Linked DNA regions of Sus scrofa: region 1 is linked to region 2. The links are chromatin contacts, called in public Hi-C maps. All regions are on one chromosome and are shown on one strand. Each heading gives the region's core, a stretch centred on a gene start, on an enhancer-like site or on the middle of the called end of the contact. The rest is flanking DNA. Distances are from core to core; before and after follow the strand shown.

Region 1 (6,491 bases), core at 2,769-5,268, 270 kb before region 2:
CATGAGGACGAAGGTTCAATCCCTGGCCTCACTTAGTGGGTTAAGGATCCAGCATTGCCGTGATCTGTGGTGTAGTTCGCAGTTGTGGCTCAGATCCCACATTGCTGTGGCTATGGCATAGGCCAGCAGCTGCAGCTCCAATTTGACCCCTAGCCTGGGAACCTCCATATGCTATATGTGTGGCCATAAATAATAATAATAATAATAATAATAGCACCTATAGCTAACCATCTCTCAAATGATCTTCCTTGAGATAACAAATGTACTTTAGTATGCAGCATAAGTACTTTATATGTACCTAACACTTTGTCACAGAGAATACTTAAAAGTCTTGCCCTCAAGGGTTGAGATTCAATGAAATTAACAATTTTTACTGCTCCATCAAGGACCTCCTTAAACGAATTTTTTTTTTTTTTTTTTGAAGTGAAGCTGAAAACGACTACTGATACATTTTTGGTGTCATTGCCTTAATTTCAGCTGCTAAGGTACCAGCATTTTATTTCCATTGCTTTTGCTCTGTGGTGTAAATGTCAACACAGATAAAAAGGCAAATGGGAGTTCCCATCATGGCGCAGCAGAAATGAATCCAACTAGGAACATGAGATTGCAGGTTCGATCCCTGGCCTCACTCAGTGGGTTAAGGATCCGGTGGTGCCACGAGCTGTGGTGTAGGCCGCAGCTGTAGTTCTGATTGGACCCCTAGCCTGGGAACCTCTATATGCCACAGGTGAGGCCCTAAAAAGACAAAAGACAAAAAACAAAAACAAAAAACAGATAAAAAGGCAAATAACATTTTGAAAAGAATTTTGACCTGGAGGACTCTTGTAGACCACACAGTATTCTGGGGAGGGGTTGCTAGCCATCTTCTGCCCTTTCGATGCCTGGGAAAGGATTGAATTACTCCTGTGAAAGTGAACGTTGATGAAACTTCTTAGAATATACAAATTTTTTTTTGTCTTTTTGCCTTTTCTAGGGCTGCTCCTGCGGCACATGGAGGTTCCCAGGCTAGGGGTTGAATCAGAGCTGTAGCTGCCGGCCTACACCAGAGCCATAGCAACTCGGGATCCGAGGTGCGTCTGTGACCTACACCACAGCTCAGGGCAACGCCGGATCCTTAACCACTGAGCAAGGGCAGGGATGGAACCCGCAACCTCATGGTTCCTAGTCAGATTCGTTAAACACTGTGCCATGATGGGAACTCCAGAATATACAATTTTGAGAAAATCTAGTTTAATCTCACATTTGAGAGGTGATGAAGATGGGGTGAAGAGAGTACTGTAATTATCAAGATAAAGTATGCTTTCGAAAGCTTGGGCTCTGGGAGGGAATTGAAAGGAATATTCCAACTTGATGATTATGATCAACGGCCATCCAAGTTCATGGCTACGCACATCCCAAATTATTTTATTTTCTTTATTTATTTATTCATTTTTTGGTCTTTTTTCCATTTCTAGGGCCATTCCTGCGGCGTATGGAGGTTCCCAGGCTAGGGGTCGAATTGGAGCTGTAGCCACCGGCCTACACCACAGCCACAGCAACGAGGGATCCGAGCCTCGTCTGTGACCTACACCATGGCTCACGGCAACACTGGATCCTTAACCCACTGAGCAAGGCCAGGGATCGAACCTGCAACCCATGGTTCCTAGTCGGATTCGTTAACCACTGAGCCACGACTGGAACTCTGACATCCCAAATTATTTATCCACTTGATTTTTAAATCCATGGTAGCAACCTCCAGCTATTTACCTTCCTAATATTTTAGGTTAGTCTGATATTAACATTAGTTTATGTTCCCTAAACATATAGAGCTATTGCGAGTGTGATGCAGAGATACCAAGCTGAGATTTAAACAGAAGTTGTTCTGTCCCTATTTTCATTTTCTATTGTTGCGTACTACTTCAAATAATTTTTGGAAAGAGGTAGAGGCATGAATAAATTCAATTTAAAAATGCTCTTGGCTGTTGATAGTATACCTATATAATTAAAAGTTGACAGCATTTGCCTGTGTGCCTTTAAAAGGTCTTGGGAAATGTTCTCTACTTTGAGGAAAGGCCTAAAGTGTGTTTTCAATTATAGTGTACTAAGCATTGCAGAGAATCAGCAATTCAGGAAAAGGTGGTGGTGTGTCATGTTGTTGTCGTCCATATCCCAGCCAAAGGCTCTGAGGGAGCAGTGGTGAAGTGTTGGGATCATTCCATTTACCCCGGGTTAGATTTAAAACTCCTCACACCCAGGCCAATGAGTCTATTGAGAATGATGGGCTCTGATATGTCATTCATGTGCTAATTTCAAGTCCAATGCTACTGAGAGTCGTCAAAAATCATGGCATAAGTTGCGTTCCATCTGAGTTGAAAGGTAGCTCTATTTCCAATGGTAACTCGGGAAACCTTAACTACCAGTTTACTCCAGCCAATATTCAAGGAAGAGTTGGTTTAAGCAAGATGCTTTCAAACTTGACCACTCTCTGTTTGGTTTTAGATTGAATCTAAGCAGGTGTTTCCAAACCTGCTTCAGATGTTACTTGTTACTGGGAGGCTAGATCTTTCAAGGGATTTGGCAGTGGGGGTCCTGAGGTTTCATTATCAATGAAAAAAATCTTTTGGGAGATACAACACTCTTTAAGCTTCCCTAATAAAAATGTGAGGAATGAAAGCTTATTGTTATTTTTGAAAGGGTGTAGGGGTTTAACCCCCATGACTGTCTTGAACACCACTTCAGTTGTGAGAATTCAGTCAGAACCTCAAAGAGGCATTAGCTATCCATGCAAGCGCATGGAGTGTCATTTTAATGTTCTGTATCTTGGCCGTGCCTCCACCTTCTTTGATGAAAAAGTCTATTTTAAAATTTGTAAGAAAATATTTAACATAATAAGATGATGAGTCAGAGGTTTTAAAAAGCTTAAAAGGGAAAATGTAGTTAAATAATGCACCTTTTTATTTTTTAGCTACATCTGACTCATGACATATAATGTATTCTGCTAAGTTCAAAGTTTCCTCTTACAAAGAGAGTTTTATGAAACAACTCTTCTGCAGACTTTTTTTTTTTTTTTTACTTCAATTATAGTAGCAAGTTTTGGAGTTTAAATCATTAACAACCTCTGAGTGAACTTTTATCCAAATGACTGCAAGTCACAAAGAGAACAGTCCTCTTTCACCAAGTACCTTTTGTGCTGGAGTGAGACCCGTCCTTTTCTATTTTTCCCCTTTATGTCTCTCTTTGAAGAAAGATGTGTGATTTGTAAAGTAATGAAAGTATGTATCAGTTAATGAAAACCGCTATATTGAGCTCATAATGCAAACTGGAATTGCTTCAGGGTAAGCTTCACATACCTGTATTAGAGCAGGGAAAAAAAGTAAATTTCAGAAGTCAAGATTGCTGTGTGCACCATAGAGCATCGTGTAGCAGTTAAATCAGCCATCAGGAGTGACCTAATCTTATTTTTCCCCCTTTGTCAAGGAGCTATAATTTTCATTTAGGCAGCATTTTCCAGTTTTAACTCCACCGGACACTCCAAAACTGGGCACTTATTCCATCAACCTAGTTATTGATCTCACCATATGTTATCTTTTTCTTTTTGTTATTTTGATTGCAGTGTTTTTGGAGAGTGCGTGGAAGACTGTCACCTCCACAGACTTAAGGTGATGGGGAGAGAGAGTAATTCTTTTGTGACAAAAAGCCTGAAGGATTTTATACAGAACAAAATGTAGTCTAATAAACAAAAGAAAGTTAAGAGACAAAACCTATTTCCTTCTTAAAAAAAAAATCAGTAAGAATAATGAACTAATCGTTGTTTAAAGAGTGGGACAAACTTTTCCCCCCCTAGATTTGGCGAATAGCGGGATAAATTCGAAGAACTCCATCCCACCCCCGCACGCGCGCCCCCCATTCTTTCCAGCCAGAGCGGTTGCAAATCCCGGGCTGAGTCCGCCCTGGGAGCCTTAGGGCACCTTCCTCTTTGCTCTGTGTGTGTGTGTGTGTGTGTGTGTGTGTGTGTGTCTAGCTCTCGCTCTTTCCTTCAGTCTGTGCCTCTGTGTGTGTGTGTGTGTGAGTGTGTGTGTGACAGAGAGAGAGAGAGCGCGAGAGAGGAGAGAGCGAGAAAGAGAGCGAGCGAGCGAGAGAGCGAGCTGTGAGCTGTGCTGCCGCCGCCGCTGCCCTTTGATCCCGACATTAGTGTTAGGGGCTCGGAGACACAGCGCGGCCATAGACACCGCCGCACCGGCACTCATTTATTTATACCTCCCATCACACACGCGAGCATAGGACACACACACACACTCACACCTATTAGATCCGTTTCCATTGAAGAATATTACGCTCGGGGACAAGCCAGGTGCACGACCAAAAATTAAAAAAAAAAAAAAAAAAGGAAAAAAAGAAAGGAAAGAAAAGAAGAAAACCCCTCTTCTGGCTCCAGGAAACAAGCTTCAACCCATTGCACACACCGGAGAGAAGGGGTTTCCCCCTGCCCGCCCGCCCGCCCCCCCAACTACCTCCCCGCTCCTGCCAGTGTCTGCCTCTCTGCCCCCACGGGGGTTTATTTGATCTCACATTAACCGAGGAGGAGAATGTGAGAAAAGGGGGAAAATGCCCAGGAGGAAGCAGGAGCAGCCCAAGCGCCTTCCCTCACGTAAGTCATCCCTTCTCCACCTCCTCTCGTGCCATTTTCTCGCCCTCCCTCTCCTCTTTCCCCTCCGCAGCCTCCTCCGTTGTTTTCTGCATTAGTTTAGGGTTACAGAGGTGAAACTGACAAAGACACAGCCCGGGTTACTCCTCGTTTAGGTCTATGCTGAGGCAGCCATGTTGGTGATGATCAGCCCGGTGCCCTTTCTATTCTCTCTCTCTTTTTCTTTCTTTCTCTCCCCCCCCTCTTTTTTTCCTTGAGATCGGGCTTTTTTTCCCTTTCCCTCCCCCTCCTCACTCCGGGTTGCTGGGGGGAGGGGGCCAGAGAAGGGAGGAGGGGAGTAGCGTGGATGCCGGTTTTTTTTTTTTTTTTTTTTAATCGGGGGTGGAGGGGAGGTGGGAGAGGTTGGAATCTTTAAAAAAAAAAAAAATTCCTTGAGGATCGCGGTGCCTGAGGGTGCGGGGGTCGGGGCGCGCGGAGGGCTGGGGGCCGTGACATGGCGTTTGGGGGTTTCGGGGCGAGGGCGCGCGGCCGCCTGCCGGGTACAGGATCCAGGGAGAGGTCCGTCTCCGGCTAAAGGTTGCGCCGGGGTTGGTCGGCCCCGGAGCCGCCAGCGGCAGCGGCGGCGGCAGGAGCAGGAGGAGGCGGAGGTGGAGGAGGCGGCGGCGGAGGAGGGGAGTCGGGGGCGGGCGAGGCGGGAGCGGCTGGGAGGGTGTGGGGGCACCGCACACAAACACACGGGTACACACGCGCCGCCGGGCGGCTGCTCCCGCGGCGCCGGGGCGAGGGGGCGCGCCGGGGCGCGGGGTGGCCGGGCGGGGGGCGAGGCCGGGCAGCGGCGGGCGGATGTGGGGTGCGGGAGCTGCGCCGAGGCGGAGGCAGGAGGCAGGGCGGCTCGCGGCGCGCGAGGTCCCTGCAGAGCCGTGGGGAGGGAGGAGCAGGGCTCCTGGCCGCAATAAAATGCGGGGTCAGTCGGAGCAGACGGAGCCGGGCGAGACTCGGGCTCTCAGACCCCCCTCCCCGGAGAGCCTGAGCAGAGTCCAGGACTAAAGTGCATCACAGCCCTCCCCGGCTGCAGCCACACACACCAACTGGAGACACACACCCGCCGGCACGGCCCGGTCCCCTTCCCCTCCTCCACCCGCGCCCCCGGTCCCTCTACGCCCTCCCTCCGGCTTTTCTTTGCGAGACTCTTAACTTTTCCCCCACTCCCTCTCCAGCTCCCCCCCCACCCCAAATCTTTCTCCGCTTAGCGTGCTCCGAGATGCTGCTAAAGCTAAAAGTGAAGGAGAAAGAAGCAACTAAAAATATCCCCCGGGGCCGCCCGGCTCCTTGAATGCAGGGAGGAGGGGGCAGGGGAGAAGGCGTGGGGCGGGGTGACGGGGAGGAGGGGACGCCGGAGGCGCGGGAGGGAGCGGTCGGGGGAGACGGAGGGTCAATTTCTCTTCTCTCCCCCCGCACTGCTCCCCTCTCCCGGCGGTTTGGCGCGGCTCGTATCCCGATCCTGCAAAACCCGGGCTGGGGGCGGGAGCGGAGCCGAAACGCCCGCCCGCCCGCCGGGGTGTCAGGCCGACGTGGTCGGTCACCTGAAGTTCACGGAGGGTGGGGGAAGGGTTAAGGTTATGGTGTCTCGGGCTCGGGTTGTGTGTGAGCTTGTGTGTTTCCGCTGCAGACGGGCAGCGCTATCGATCTCCCCCTCGCGAATCTCCGCGGCGGTGCCTGCCCGGGAGACGGGCAGGGGGCGCGGGTGACTCTGGCCGGGCGCCCCCGCGCCTCGGTGTCACCCGGGCCGCGGCCAAAGTGGCGAGCAAGGGCACTTGCAGGCAGCCCGCTCCACAAACATTCCTCTTTCTTTCCCCTTCCCGGTACG
Region 2 (6,399 bases), core at 1,721-4,220:
ATGGGTCAATAACTCCATTATTGATTACTCAGTTGACCCTTGTTTGAAAACGTACATTTTTCTAGATTTTACAGTACAAATATAGTTTTAGAACTTCCTTCTTAAAGTCTAATTTCAACATATGGATGTTTTCCTTCATTAAAAATCTCAGCAGCAGCCAGTCTAACCTGAGATATTTGTCTTGAAATTGACCCAATGAATATTCTCCATTCAATAACTACTCTGGCAAGTAAAAGCGTGCAGGATTTCCAAAATCAATACATTAGGTCAGTGTCTGAGGCACAGCGAGGTTCACAACAGGCAAAACAGTGTAACACCACGTGTTTTCATTTCTCAGTGCTAATCACTTCTGATGTGAAGATAAAACTGTCAGACGCCATCAATGTTTACCATCTCCCTCCACCCAACAGAAGGCTTTACTTTCTCCTTTTCAAATAATTTCAGCAAACTTTGGTAGAGAAGAATGATTTTTTAAACAAGAAACTTTTAAATAGGTCATTGTTATATAAGAGTAATAAAGAACACATTCTGAATTCATTCGGGGAATATTCTAAAGTTCTCTGTCCACTTTACCTCTTATCACTTTCCAGGTTAAGACTTAAGATTTCCCAAAGTATACTTTTAGGTTTCAATCTTTGGGGGAAGTCTCGATTTTTCACAATTCCATTACCCATCAATGTCTTGATTCATTTCCGCTGCTACTAGCCGAGTTCAAATCTGAAAAAGTCTAACTAAGGGGCTCTGAGACTAGCTATGGGACCTGGGCAATTTCTACTACTCACCATATGAAAATATGAAGACCTACACCTCAGGGTCATAGTAAGTACAAATGAAATAGTATTCAGGAGAGGGCCTGGCATCAAGCAGGAGCTAATCAACTGTAAGGAACCTTCTTTTCTCTTTCTCTCCTCCCCTCTCCAGTCCTCCATCTTCGACTTCACAGCAGACTCATACTGAACTGTTAATGGGATCTCCTTACTAACCCAAGTAGAATCCCTCCAAAACTTCCCTACAGCCTAGGACAGGGGTTCTCAAAATGTGGTCCCCAGACTGGCAGCAGCTCCATCAACTGAGAACTGATAAGAAAGGGAGATTCTCATGCTCCATACCTCCTGAACCAGAAACTCTGGAGGCAGGGTCAAGTCTGCCAGCTGATGGTGATATATGCTCAAGTTTGAGAACCACTGCCTGAGGATAAAGTCCTGTGTGGTATTGAAGGGTTTCTCAAACCAGTCTTCTTCTACTTACTGCACTTCTCAGACCTCTCCTAGGGTTTACTCAGTATCTTACCATCTTCCAAACCTGCTGCTTACTTTCCCAATTGAAATTTTACTCGCCTGCTACATCCTTCCTCACCATGACCCCTCTCCTATTCAACCCAGGTTCAACCCACTGTTTTCTTAAATCCCTTCCTGACTATCATGGTTTCTAGGTTTTCCTCTTTTTAATCCAAATTATTTTTGAGTACTCAGGTGATAATCTGCAGAGGTCATAATCTGGTTGTTCCTGGCCCACAGAGGGTGTGCGAGTGCAAAACTAAATTGGTTGCCAGTAACATTAAAAATCAAGAAAAGGGAGTTCCCGTCATGGCGCAGTGGTTGACGAATCCAACTAGGAACCATGAGGGTTGCGGGTTCTATCCCTGCCCTTGCTCAGTGGGTTAGGGATCCGGCGTTGCCTTGAGCTGTGGTGTAGGTCGCAGACGCAGCTCGGGTCCCGCGTTGCTGTGGCTCTGGTGTAGGCTGGCGGCTACAGCTCCGATTAGACCCCTAGCCTGGGAACTTCCATATGCTACAGGAGTGGCCCTAGAAAAGGCAAGAAGACAAAAAAAAAAAAAAAAAAAAAAAAAAGTCAAGTCACAAAAAACACAGATTTGGGGGCTGTGCTGGACAAAATGTGATCTGTGTATGAGAGCGCCACATTCCTACACCACAACAATCAGCTGAGGGGCAAAGTCTCAACCACTTACCAGCACCTTCCACACCAAATGTAGGCTTTTAGGCGTCTTAAAATACCTCAAACTCTAACTTACATTTCTTAGTTACATGTAACTTTTCAAGTTTTTTTTGTCCTTCCTCACAGACTACAGTGTTTAAAACAACTGAACCGTCCTGACCTTTTTTCTTATTACCTTGAATACAAAACGTTACTACATGAAAGAATATTCTGGACACTGTACACTTCAAAACAATTGGGAATCTGCACAGGTTTTCAAGAAACCTTTGACTTTCTACAAACTTGGAAAAGCTATAGTAGTGTTTATTTTCCAAAGAATATGTATTAGGACACAACTCTCAAGGTAATAAGAAATTTTACATGCTATTTTGGCTGAGGTTGTCTTTCATGTTTTAATGAGAAAGGCAAATTATTTGAATCCAGTACGTTTGCTAGAAGAGACCAAGCCCACGCCTGGCACAGTATTTGACAGAACATAGATGCTGTTTGTGACTTGGAGTTTGAACTCTACTTTTATATCCCGGATTTGATTCCATTAAAAAAAAAAAAAAAAAAGAGTTTTAATTTCACTCTTTGGTAGTGGCTACACATGACTATCGCTGCCTTTTTCCGACCCAGCCTCTGGTTCACCATTCGCCAAGCTTGGCAGCGGCAAAGTACCAGCCACCTTACCAAAACTGCCTTAATGTGACACAAGGGAAAACACACAAACCTGCCCCAAGTGATAAAATACTCTCAAACGCTGTTTAGAGAATTTCCTTTTTAAGGAGAAAACAAAACCAACCTTCCCTTTGAACCCAGTTTGCCGACGGCCTGCTCGTCCACATCCTGCCCAAACCCCCATCATCCACCTCAATAGTCTCCTCCTCCTTCCCCCGCCCCAAATCCTGCAGGGGGCGCCCCGGACGCCGAGATGGCCCCCCGGCCGGCGGCCCGTGGCGGGAACCCGGCCTTGACTCGTGACGCCGCACTAAGACTTCCCTGTAACTCACCCTCTCGAGGCCGCGGAAGTGCGGCCCCGCCCCGCCCCTTCCGCCGGACCTGTTCGCCCCGCCCCCGCCCTCGCCGGTGCGCAGGCGCCGAGCTCACTGCTGGCGCGTGGACCCCGGGGAGCGGCTGGGGGCGGAGCGCCGAGGTACGGGGCGTGGCGTCTGTCCCGGTGGACGTGGCCGAGGGCTTTGGGCGTGTGGCGCGGGCTCTTGAACATGAAGACTTCCGGGGCTGCGGTGGTGGGGAAGTCGACCGGCTGCCTCGTAGCGGAAAAGTGAGCGAGGCAGAACAGTTTACGGTCTTCACGGGTAGCTTTTTCGAGGGTAGGGTCCGTTCTCATGCTTGGCGAAGCCCGGGAGGTGGAGCCTGATCGCAGCCAGGCCCTTGCAGCCTGCGGCGGTCCGTGAACGCCGGCCTCTCCCTCATCTTCCAGTAAGCTTAGGTCTGAGGTGGAGGGCGAGGCATGGTATGTTTGACAAGCTGGAGAAATAAGGGGACTCAGACTTCGCAAAGCAGTTACCAACCTGTTGGAGTAAATGCTCAACGTTCAGCTTAAATGTAACTCAAGTTTTTAAAGCTTGGCGTAGTCTTTCACGGTTGAAAGACTAGCAGTTTTTTCTCTTGAAAGTTACCCATTCGTATTGATTAATATTTCCTAACCTGTACCCGGAGCCAGGACCCATGCTCACAGCCATCGCAAAGTCGCAAAGGGGGAAGAAGGTGAAAACCAACATGCTTAAGATTTGCGACCAGAATGGTAACTCATTTTTTTGGAAACCCTGTTAGATCCTGTAATAATTATTATCACCTGAATTTAATTGAGTTCTAGGACTTTTAGGAAAAACCGATGTCTCCCAAATCTTTGCTGTAATGTAATAAAGACAGCATCACTAGGCAATAGCAAGGATCAAATTACGGAGAATAAAAATATATGCTAGTATAATATTATGCTAATATTATAATTACTATCTGGAGCCAAGACCTCAGTCTTCATATGTGATTTGCGTAATTGCATACATTTGGGAGGGGTTAGACCTTATTTGATACGAGTTGACACTTATTGAATATAGAGCAATAAAAAGTGAATTAGTCTTCCTTAACATCTTTATTGTTTGGACTAAAAGACCACTACTTTTATCTCAGAGTAGTTGTAGACCCAAGAAAAATCACTTGTAGAAAATAAAAAGAGGGTCTAGTGGAATGAATGCATGGAGCAGTCAGACCTGGTTTCGAATAACAGCTCCTGAACACAGTAAATGCAATAAAGATAGAATTTGGGAGATGTTACTTCCTTTTTTTAACCTGGGGCTACTCATCTGTACAATGTTTCTGTGGGGTTTTTTGGTGTCAAATTTTAGGAAAGTTCAATTTTTATTACTTATGGAAATGAAGTTTGTAATTTAAAAACAATTTTTGTTTTCCCTTTTTAACCTTTAAGGCTGCACCTGCAGCATATGGAAGTTCCCAGGCTAGGGGTGGAATCTGAGCTGCAGCTGCTGGCCTATGCCATTACCATAGCAATGTGGGATTTGAGCCTAGTCTGTGACCTACACCACAGCTCACAGCAATGCTGGATCCTTAACCCACTGAGCAAGGCCAGGGATCGAACTTGCATCTTCATGGATACTGGTCAGGTTCTTTACTGCTGAGCCACAACAGGAACTCCTAGAAATGATTTTTAATCCTGCTTTTCACCCTACAAACTCTTTATAAACATTTTAGTGCATTTCACTTTTTTTTTTTCCTTATTCAGGCATTCCCTAAACTGTGTTCTCTGAAACATCAGGCCTCTGCAAAATGTTAATAGCTGCTTCGTGGAAAAAATTTACAGCATCAATACTGAGGAAAACACAAATTATTGGAAGTACACCGGTATAGCATTCTTGCCAAAATGTTTGGCCTGAATCTGTGAAGAAACACTCAGATAAATTCAGGATGTGATTTTCATGGACTTTTCAGGAATGTCAGTATCATGAAAGGCAAACAACAAAAGACAGAAGGACTGATCATCATTAATGGTAATCATGAATTAGAATTATGGATTTTTTACAGGACATTTTTTGGACAATTGGGAAAATGTGGAAGCATATACTTATGGAAGCATAATAGTTAAATTGACTTATATTTCTATAGTATTATAATTATTAGAAGAATGTTTTTGGAGTTCCTGTTGTGGTCAGCAGTCATGAACCTGACTAGTATCCATGAGGACTCTGGTTTGATCTCTGGTCTTGCTCAGCAGGCTATAGATCCAGTGTTGACATGAGCTGTGGTGTAGATCGCAGACAAGGCTTGGACCTGGCATTGCTGTGGCTGTGGTGTAGGCCAGCAGCTGCATCTCCAAGTCAACCCCTAGCCTGGGAACTTTCATATGCCAGGTGTGTGGCCCTTAAAAAGAAAAAAAAAAAATGGAGTTCCCGTCGTGGCTCAGTGGTTAACGAATCTGACTAAGAACCATGAGGTTGTGGGTTCGATCCCTGGCCTTGCTCGGTGGGTTAAGGATCCGGCATTGCCGTGAGCTGTGGTGTAGGTCGTAGATGTGGCTTGGATCCTCTGTTGCTGTGGCTCTGGCGTAGGCCGGTGTCTACAGCTCTGATTAGACCCCTAGCCTGGGAACCTCCATATGCCGCAGGATCAGCCCAAGAAAATGGCAAAAAGACAAAAAAAAAAAAAAAAAAAAAAAAAAAAATGAAAGCTTTGGTTCTTAGGAGATGCATGCTAAAATATTTAGGGTGAGGTCATGATATTTGCAGACTACTTTCAGATAGTCCAGGCCAAAAGAAAAAGTGTCTGCTGGGAGGAAATATGGTGCTGTGTTAATTATGGTTCTTTCAAATTTTCTGTAGGTTTGAAATATTCAGGATTAAGAAGTTGGGGAAAAGGTAGGTAACAACTATCTTTAAAAAAATGTATTGGTTATGTTTATAAGAAAATGCAGAATTCATTTATGTACATAGTTTTCTTATAATCTGACCTTGAAAAATAGTGTACCATATTTAAGAACTATAGGAAATCATTTGAGAAATGATCTCATTCTTAAAATTATAATATTGAACCTGTACACTGAGGTCCATTTGACAACCAAATTAATGTTAATGTATACTATTTCCCCTGCTCTATATTCTGCATTAGAATTTTAACATAAATGCATTCTTGGAATCTGTCAATCATTTTTTGAATGTTTCTTTATGCCTGCAAATATATACTGAGTGACTGCTGTGTGCCAGCCGCTATAGTAGGTTGTGGAGATACCTGTCATCAATTCAGATAAAATCTCTGCCCGCACAAAACTTATATTGAGGGATCAAGAAGAAACAGTAAATAAGCAATACATATCAAATGATTATAAGTGCTATGTAGAATAATAAACTAGAGATTAAAGGTTAAGGAGTGCCAGGTAAAAATGGGCATATATTTTATGTAGGGTGGCCAAAGAAGAACTCACTGAGGTGA

The links. Hi-C and Micro-C count contacts between places; a contact is called where the count stands out from the background.
Region 1: a contact with region 2 is called in a Hi-C map of embryonic fibroblasts, with 3 times the contacts expected there. The contact joins the promoter of ZNF827 here to the promoter of LOC100523624 in region 2. A contact is called at or near these places in 4 of 47 Hi-C or Micro-C datasets (embryonic fibroblasts, fetal heart ventricle and fetal skeletal muscle) and 2 of 2 datasets of contacts at active chromatin or transcription factors (alveolar macrophages and skeletal muscle).

What each region holds. Positions count from the first base shown.
Region 1 is chr8:82,592,542-82,599,032 of Sscrofa11.1, forward strand. ZNF827 (zinc finger protein 827) reads left to right here and starts at 4,019. Exons shown (of 13, transcript XM_021101536.1): 1 at 4,019-4,627. The coding sequence starts at 4,585.
Region 2 is chr8:82,861,859-82,868,257 of Sscrofa11.1, forward strand. It overlaps LOC100523624, which reads right to left and starts at 2,971. Exons shown (of 13, transcript XR_002346751.1): 1 at 2,949-2,971. It overlaps LOC102165892 (a long non-coding RNA gene), which reads left to right and starts at 3,109. Exons shown (of 8, transcript XR_002346753.1): 1 at 3,109-3,703; 2 at 4,700-4,964; 3 at 5,793-5,828.